Linked DNA regions of Sus scrofa: region 1 is linked to region 2. The links are chromatin contacts, called in public Hi-C maps. All regions are on one chromosome and are shown on one strand. Each heading gives the region's core, a stretch centred on a gene start, on an enhancer-like site or on the middle of the called end of the contact. The rest is flanking DNA. Distances are from core to core; before and after follow the strand shown.

What was found. A called contact is a pair of places that touch in the nucleus more often than the background predicts.
Region 1: a contact with region 2 is called in a Hi-C map of brain, with 18 times the contacts expected there. The contact joins two enhancer-like sites. A contact is called at or near these places in 2 of 47 Hi-C or Micro-C datasets (brain and epiblast stem cells).

What each region holds. Positions count from the first base shown.
Region 1 is chr2:96,092,900-96,097,585 of Sscrofa11.1, reverse strand. No RefSeq gene overlaps it. Among named protein-coding and RNA genes, the nearest start is that of MIR9-2, 19 kb to the right of the region's middle. Within about 2 kb of position 2,980, at least 12 of the 83 cell types and tissues checked have an H3K27ac peak or open chromatin away from gene starts, as enhancers often do. A contact at or near this core is called in brain, where this site is marked.
Region 2 is chr2:95,828,415-95,833,186 of Sscrofa11.1, reverse strand. It overlaps the pseudogene LOC106509498. Among named protein-coding and RNA genes, the nearest start is that of TMEM161B, 130 kb to the right of the region's middle. Within about 2 kb of position 3,161, at least 11 of the 83 cell types and tissues checked have an H3K27ac peak or open chromatin away from gene starts, as enhancers often do. A contact at or near this core is called in brain, where this site is marked.

The DNA of each region.
Region 1 (4,686 bases), core at 1,731-4,230, 260 kb before region 2:
ACTACCTATAAGGGAGATTTTAGAAAATCTTGTAAAATATTAGAAACAAGTATTTTCTGCAGGGGAATTTTTAAAACAAAGCTCAAACTAGCCCTATTAAATACATCATGTTCAAAACTAGTAGTGAATTCCTGCTTTCCTTGGTGCTGTGGAAGCCATTGATTGTTATCACAGGACCTCTCGGAAAAAGAATCAGGAAGCGGCACCCCTACACACCCCCACCCCTTTTTTTTAATGCACAAGAGTTTCTTCTTGAATCCCATTTGCTGGATCTCATCTGCCAGCTGAAGATCCCCTCGTGATCTGGGTAGGAACCAGCCCTGACATGCAGCCTTGGGCTCCTGGGTGGAACTTGGAGATAAAACTATGTTTTCTTGTCAAAGGACAAAATGATTTTGTTCAGAATCGGGTTGTGTTTTCAAGTTACCTTTCCATCTAATCATGTGGTGCTTAAAAAACTGATAAACTCCTGGGGGGGAGGGGGTGTCACCAATGAACTAATTTCAGATTGGGTTTTTTCCTTGAGTCCTCGTAAAGGGTTCCAAACCTTCAAAGGGGGCAGGCCAGACATCACTGGGGCTGCTTGGTGTCTAAGTCAAGCCTGGGGGTTAGGGGGAGCATTTTGCTAACAAGAAAGATGAATTCTCCAAGGTTGTAGATGATTTAAAAGAAAAACAAAAGGAATGTAATTTATAAAATTTGCTGTTTAAAATATTAAAAAGGTATTGCAAATGGCTAAGATCTATTTAAATGACCCAAAGTTTCTTTTTCCTCCTTTACTTATTAGATAATCAATTACTTTCTTTCACAGTAAGTGTTCTGTACCACAAAAGTGTATTTTGTTGAGCCCCACCCCTTCTTTCAGAGAACCCAAATCTGAAGCCTCATTAGAACAAAACACTGGCTAATAATTTCAAAGAAAGAGTCAAAATGGTGTTCAATACACAGAGCAATTTAATTATTAAGCAATTTTTAAATAAGGAAAAAATGAGTTCTAGATCCATCATGCCATTGTACTATAGCTGAACGTTGCCCTTATACAAATACTCATTTCTAAATGTGTGCCTGATCCACGGAGATTGCACACATTCTCAGAAACCGAACCCCAAACCGCGAGGCTGCGGGAGAGCTGGGATTCCGATGTGCACGGAGTGTGCCCTTCTAGCACAGCGACCTGTGAGTGCAGGCTGAGTGGGATCTGTGTATATCCTTCTTCCTCTCCTATTGCCGCTCTCCAAAAGAATTTTTAAAATTCCACTTCCGATTGGTAAAATACAATCCTCGTTTAATAGATTGCACATCGGCTCGTTCTGATGAAGGGAAACATTTTTATTTACCTACAACTAACAACTTCGTTTCATTTTCCTTCAAAACTAAGGTGGGCACAAACTAGCAACGTTTTATCCTGCTTATTTTGGAACAAGATGTGGCAGATAAACAGGTTCTAAAACATGCCAAGTGTTCCAATAATTTAACGTTCAAAGATTTTTTTATGCCACAGGATGGACCTATAACTCTATAGCAATGATAATCCCTTAACCAATATACAATGCATTGTTCACCAAACCCTCCAGTGGTCTCACTGGAGTGGGAGAAGGAGGATGGTATCTGTGACACCATTGCTATTATTTAAATGAAACAGCTAGGAGAGAATATAATTGTTAATAAAAAGCCATCTCTCCGCCCCTCATGGTTTCCCCTCCCCCTCTGGCATTTTATGACGTGTCATCTACGATAAATATAAGCAGAATTATGTCGATCCGAGTAGCCTACTCTATAACTGTAATGTCGTATTTGCTGGTCAGTAAAAAAATGCAGAGGAAAATTACCATATTTAAGGAATAGTTGTTTGAGGAAATATATGTATTTATGAGTTTAAGAATATATGCATTTATGAGTTTAATCAAAGTTTCTCTCATTTTAAAGGTAAAAATGTGTATGTGTGTACACAGAGTTCTATAAACGTTTGTGCTCACCCTCTGTAGTACCCCTTGTGTTTGCACATTGAAGGTGGCCATGTAATCGTTTCATGGTGCTGGCTTAATGCAGTTAACAGAGAACTAATGGGTTGTCTATGTCGAAAAGCATGCTCCTATTTTTTAATCCCGTCACGTAATGAACTGGTTTTGTACCAGTCTGAGGCTTCCACCTTTAGCCATTATGGATGCTCTTGTCCAAAAAACCCATTTCAACCACTTTTGGTTCCTGGCCACCATTACCAAAATGACCCCATTCTTTCCCTGCAACTATTCTTTATTTTTTAAAGCCTATTTTCGTACTTGACAATACAATAAACAATCTTTGCTGTATAGAAACTCATTTGAAATGATCCGGTGAGCTCCTGCCTTGGTCCTTGCTGCAGACTGTAATGTCAAATACTGGATATGATAGGACCTGGTCGTGGGGCTCCAAGCTGTAGGAGACCGAAGCTACTTTTTCGTGCAGGGATTTCACCTTCTTTCTAGTCAGAAGCGTGCGCGCTGCACACACACACACGCACGCACACACACGCACACACACACACACACACACCCCTCTCCGTAATAACAAGCTGAGGGGGTGCCCCAAATGTGAGCAGAGCCGCAGGGCTGAGGCAGACTGAGTCGGGGCGGTGCGGAGGCCGCCCGTGTGAGCGGCTCCCCGCCCAGGAGTAAGGCTAAGGTGGGCGCCGAGGCCAGGGTAAGGACGCGGTGGGGATGCGCGGGCTTTCAGTTCGTGTCTGAGATGCGGGCGAGGGTGACCAGGAACCCAGGAATGAAACCTAAGTTGCATGGAGCTTGGAGCCCCTGGACAGCCACCCGCGTCCGGGCGGAGGAGAGCCGTCCGCGGTCTGAGCTCGAGCGTGGAGAGGCCTCCGGCGCTCAGTCTGGCTGGGGAGAAGCCCGCGAAGAGGGTCCCGCGGCGCTTTTGTACAGCCCCGCCTCGGCCAGCAGCGATCTGACGCACCGGCTCCCCCGGGACGCTGGGGGCGTCGCACTGCAGCTGGGTGGGGAGCAATTTATTCCTCTCCGTCCCATCCCAGCCCATCTTCGGTTACTCCACCCTACCCCTCCCCTCCCTCCTCCTCTACCTACGCCTTCACTACCTCGAATTCTCCACCTCCTCCTCTTCTTCCATCCCCCTTCTACTTCTCTCTCCCCCTCTCTCTCCTCCCTCCCGCCTCCCTTCCCTCTCCCCTCCTTCTCCTCTCCGAATAAGCAAGCTTTTGCTTCTAAAATCACAAGTAATCCTCGTGTGTAACAGAGAGAGGGAGAGAGAGAGAGAGAGGGAGAGAGAGAGAGAGAGAGAGAGGGAGAGAGAGAGAGAGGGAGAGACAAGCCTGCCCCGCCGAGAGCGCAGCAGACAGGAGGGGAATCTGGCACAACGGCTGAGAGAGGAAACTTGACGCTTCAGGGACACCATTTGCCAGGGCCTCACTCGAGGTAAGTACTCTGGGGATAGCAGAGTTCGATTCCTGGCGGGGTCCAGCCTCTGCCCATGGCCCAGGCAGGAGAGGTGGGCACCATTACCAGGGATTACTCAAACTATGATAAAAATGGGGGTGGGTTGCTAGCGGGCGGGTGGAGCGGGGTGCGGCGAGCAGGGATCCGACCAAAGGGCCGTGGTCAGCAGGGTGCTTTGGGCTTGGAAAGGCTGGACTCTGGGCTCCTGACCTGGGGCACCCTGTGATCCTGCCAGGGTTCCGTGAGGCTACGGGGCGGGTGGGGTTGGGAGGGCTTTCCGCTATCGGGTTTTTCTCCCTATGCAGGGCGTCCCCACAGCTCCCCTCTTCTAAACAGCCTCTGCCCTATCATGAAGTCACAGTTTGCACCTAGCTCGAACCTTGTTAAGGGAAAGTTTAGGAAGGCGGGGGCTTGGTAGGTCTGTGTAGAACCTAACTGGGAATCCAAGACTTGCACGGAAAATCGACAGTTTTCCTTTTTTTTTCTTTTTAAAAAATTACCCTTAACGAAAAATTGTATGCATTCAAAAAGATTATTGGATTATTATGTCTGATCAGCTGCTGATGACCTACCAATAAGCGTTTTAAACACACGCACTTTTGCGCGCGCGCGCGCACACACAAGCACCACACACACACACACACACCAGGGGGTATGTGCAGTGGGAAAGGCCGTCGTCAGAAGTAACTAAGAATTCAGAGGAAGTCGCCAGGGTTTTTAAGTGTGTAAAGGCTGTGTACATGTCCTCCATGTGTACAGAGAGCAGAGGGAGGGGGCAGAGGGAGAGCGCGTTGGCTCGGCGTTTTCTCTGTGTCTGTGTGTTTCGCGTGTTGTCAACTGGCTCTGGTTTCTAAGCGCTGAATGCTGCCAGGGGCGGGGGCCAGCATCCACCAGCCACCTCGGCACCCTAGTGGCGAAACAGGACTCATTTGTTTGGTGCAGAGCGGTGACGACCTAGAAGAGACTGAAGTGTGGTTAGGTCGGCCCCCTGCCATCCATTATACCTGCGGCAGATGGCTCAAGTGGTAGAATGGTTTTGTTTGCGGGGATCAAGAAGGGAGGAGGGGGAGTATAGAGCCTCGCCCCACTCTAAGGAAGAACCAAACCTTCTTTCATAGAAGCCACATTCGTACCATCAAAACCAATAATGTTGCCACGGTCCATGAGTGAACCTGGACATGTTAGTGACCTTGGTGCCTGACTCCAGTTGATGACATAGCAGAATTTTAGGATCAATATTTTT
Region 2 (4,772 bases), core at 1,912-4,411:
AAAGTAGCATTTCTGCTCTAAATAATTTGTATGTGCATATTTGCGAAAGTTACTAATATGCTATGAAACATGGGATTCTCTTTCCTGAAATAGTGAATACATTTGAGCTTCCCATAAGGCAAGAATTTTACTTATGATATCTTATATTTTGTGGAATTCCATTTTCTTACACCTTTTCATTCTTGGTGAAAAAATTTCAGAGAAAGAGGTAGATCTGATACCTATTTTCATTATCATGAATGTGCCTATTTCTCACTTTCTAGTTGGAATAATTCATTTATGCTTGTTGCAAATTATTGGTTGTTAGCAATGCCATCCAACCTTCAAACCTATCACCTGTGGAATGTATATCCTGTTTAGGGGTGCATTTCCGCTCCTTGGAACAATGGATATTTTGTGTGGATATTGCAACCATATATAAGTAAGCCCTGGCCTTCCAGCACTATCTTGATGAACAAAGCAAAATCCTGATAGTTGCCCAGATGTGAACCATCTCTGGGATTTCCTGTCTGCCCAGTAACAGTACAACAATCTTGTAAGCTTTTATTTAAAGGAGTTTGGGAATTTATTTCTAGGACCTCACAAGATCCCTGATTATTGAACTCTGTTTGGTTTACCAAATAAAGAGAAGGAAGGAGGATAAAAAAGGAAAACCACACATATTGCCATTAATTACACTGTAAACATTTAATAAATATTCTTTCTTTCTCTCCTTTGCCCTTTTCAAAAGGAAAGGTGGTAATTTACATGTGCTCTGCCTCTTTCCTTTCATTGTTTTATTTCTTTTCTTTCTGGTTTTCTTTTACTTCTGTAGAAAAGAGGTGGACATGTTTGAGAAGATAGAAATGTTTACCTAGTGTGTTTTTTTCATAATTAAAAAAAACAGCCTAGGCACTTTCTACTTTGTCTTATGACCTTTGTTAAACCTCTAATTCTAGAAGCTGCATTTCGATTATAAAATAGTGTAAAGAGAATGCAGTAGGAATACACAACCCTTGATTCTCAGCCAAATGAGAGGAAATTTAACATCAATGTATGGTTGCAGGAATGGTCATGTTTGGGATCCATATGCATGTTCAACTCACACATTCAGGCAGTGCAATAAAGCAGGGAAAAAACAGCTGATACACAAAAGGGACCGTCTAGACAGTACCCCATCAGTCTGGCTAAATTTGGTGCTGGCATTCCCAATGGGATTGTAATATAATTGTTCTGGTGTCTGCGTTCATTCCCCCTGTCAAACACCATTCCAAGTATACATCCTTCTCCCCCCAACCCTATTTCTTCCATAAATATGAAGCCCAAACCCTGCCATGCTAAAGAGGGTATTAGATGGCCCAACCTTAAGAAAATGTTATAATTTAGCAAACTCATGTTATTTAATTCCTTTTTAAAAAATCCCCCTGTTACTTCCTAATTCCAAGTAGAATTAATTTCAGCCCAATTTTAATCATTTAAATTAGAATATGGAAAAATTTTAATGCAACTACAAATAACCTTGAAACAGCACTTCAGAGGAAAGCAAATAGGCCTTTTTACCCCTTTGTATTTATTAACCTCTGTTAGAAAATTTAACAGAAATCAGAGATGTGAAAGTGTAATGATGGACATGGATCATAAATTCTAATGAAGAAAAAGCTAATGAAAAAGTGTTAAGCAAAAGCACTGAAAAAATGCAAATTGTGTATTTTTTCCTTCTTGGGTTTAAAAGCCATATTTTTTTTCTCTCTAAACATCTTTTGAAATTTAAATTTCTGTTAATTTATATAGGAATTATATATTTTTGGCTTTTAAAAAAGAGAACCCAGAAATGTTTATCCACTGATTTGTAGTAACTGTCAATTAATATTTTAACAAATATTTTGGTTTAAGACATCAAGAAAATGAAAATCACTACTTAGAGAATAAAATAAATTAAAAAGCCCATCGTTAAAATGAATAATGAACAGATATTGACAAAAATGCTTATAATCTAAAAACTTTCACAACATTGAAATGAAAGCTGTCAGAATCCTTCATTTTAAGGAAAATGCAGATGTTAGGATTGGCGTATAATACAACAACTAGTTACACTTATTTTATGTTCTAAAGTGTCACCTCTGGGTATTGTTTAGATATTAAAATTGACCAAAATATCTCTTTTAAAAAATCTTTTATTCTTTTAACTCCAAGCAAAATTATCTTGAGAAATAGGTTGGGTTATTTGTTTTGTTTTATTAATGGTGGGTCTACATTTGTAATTCTTGTTTTGGAGGTTAATAATCCTTTCCTTGATGCTATAAACAGAAATTTGTCTCCCATCTCAGCAATTCTGAGATGCTAGATTATGATCCCAAGTAAGGGAAGAAAGTCTCCCCACCCACACCAGAGACCACTCTAACTAGAGCAAATTCAAAGAAAATACTTCAGACACTAGATCCTGGCTTTATCCAACTTCAGGAGGCTGAGACAAGCTCACCAACCAAAACAAGGCACACGAGAAATGGCTATTCCAGGAAGAAGCAAGGCACAGGGCCTCAACCAGCACAAAGACAGAGCACAATTGCACAGAAAATCACCACCAAAGGGATCAGGAAATATTCAGATAGGTTTAGAGATGTTTTAAAATTCTCACGTGGGAACGAAAGCTGAAAGATGATAAATATCTTTAATGTGGAAAAATGAGATTAAGACATTGTAGCCTTACATTTTTAATTTAAAAAAATAGTGATTTTTCTATTTTTCCCTTCCTCATATGAAACTGTTCTTCTGACTTTGCATGTGGGTACAAAAAAACACAGTCATTAAAAAAGACAACATAATAATATTGGAGCAGTGTCTGCCTGAAGCTGGGTGGTTTGCTTGTGATTGTTTTTTATTCACTTTATTTATTTATTTATTTTTTTACAAGATGGGCTGGTAGAAAGTGAAAGAAAGGCCTGCTGTAGGCCTCTTTGAGATGAAACAGTGTAGCAAAATCTGAGTTTTATACTTGGTTTCCAAACTATTGAAGAATATCCTATGAGACCTCTTAGGTCTTAACTGGATTAAAATGAATATATTTGTGCTCTGGCTCTTTTCAGCTAACTAATGTGCATGTGAATTGTTAGTGTGCGAGGGAGCGGGTGAGAGCAAGTATGTGTGAGACTGGGAGAGGATGCGGGCTCCAGGCTCAGGGTGACTGTGAAGGAGCGTGCAGGCTGGTGTGGGCTGCCTCCAAAGAGGGAGAGAAATGAAAATAAGCAGGCCCTGGGGTCTCTGCGTTTTGTCTTGTTGGGAGCCAGATGAGAAGCTGGGTTGGGAGATGAGGAGGGAGGAGAAGACTGGGGGTAAAGAGAGGGTGGAGAAGGAGGTGTGGCGCGTGTGTGTGTGTGTGTGTGTGTGTGTGTGTGTGGGCACGGCGGTTTCAGTTATGGCTGAGCCTTGGGTTTTTGTTTTGTCCGTTCTGGGCATAAACAGACTGGAATTTCAGGTTCAGGTTGGAGTGCATGCAGGGGAATCGTTGTCATTCTGAATTTCTTTTTCTGGCCCTTCACCATGGTTGCTGCTCAGAACATTATTGCTGCTACAGAGGGGGTTTAGGGGGAGCAGCAAGGGATGGGGGTCTGTCTGCAGCTGCCCCTCTCACACTTGAATAAAAGAACTTTTTTTTTCAGGGGTAGGGGAGCTGTGAATACCTTTCCCAATAAGAGATGAGGCATATTGAAAACTATATTAAATTACCCTGATTAACAATTTAGCCACGAACAGGGGAGCTTTGGGAGATCTCTATAGGCAGGACTGGGGGCTATTCATGCCAGCAGCTAAGAGGTCGAAAGGTTTCTGAAGTTCACAGGCTCAGAGCCTTTGTTATGCTAACAGACAATCTCAAATCAGCTGCCTAGTGGAGTGTGAAATATAAATGATTCCTTGAGAACTTCCAATAAGTTGTCACTCTTGCTCTCCAAATACCAGGACAGGCTGCTAATTTCTAGCAGGCCCTTTTGCAACATCGCTAGCCCTAAATGAATGCCTTTGTAGTTCAAATAATCTTTTCAAGGGAGCTGTCCTATCATCATAGCCCAAATGCATCTTGGTTTTGACTATTAAATGAAAATCAGGGCTCAGCAGTGCTTGACTTTTCCAAGCGGCCGATGTTTGGGAAGGGTGGTGGCAGCTCTCCTGCACAACAAGTTAGCACCCACTGCAGGAGGGCCTGGGGCATTAATAACAGCCGAGACCCTAGGAGCTACCCTAACTCTCACCCCCACTCCCTACTGGGAACAATGCTCCGGGAGAGATTTACGTGGCTTCCCTCAGGCTGGGCTACCTTCTTCTTTCAAGCTCACCAACATTTCTCTGATTTATGAACCCCTGTCCAAGGGGATGGCCAGCTGACCTGCTAGCATCTGACTGGTCACTTCGAAGCATCAACTTTGGAGATGGATGTATTCATTCTTCAGGGCAGGAGAGGCCAAGGGGAAGAGGGCAAGGTGTGTGTTCAGGCCATGCCCCTGGTATCAAATGCCTGTGGATATTATTTTATCATTTGCCCATAAGAAGGATACAAACATGGCTTATGATCTTGGGTGTGACCTTTGAGTATGTCCAGATGGATAGAAAAAAAAAGGTCCAGGCTCTCTTTGTCTGAATTACAAAGCTTTTTAAGTAAGGATGACCACTCCCCATCCTAAAACCCAGACAAGTTGGGAGGAGTGAGAATGAGAACCTATCTGGGAGAGTGTGCCCAAATTAAACAATCTAGTAAGACATGACAAAGCTAATTTATACAAATAAAGAACACACAAAAAAGA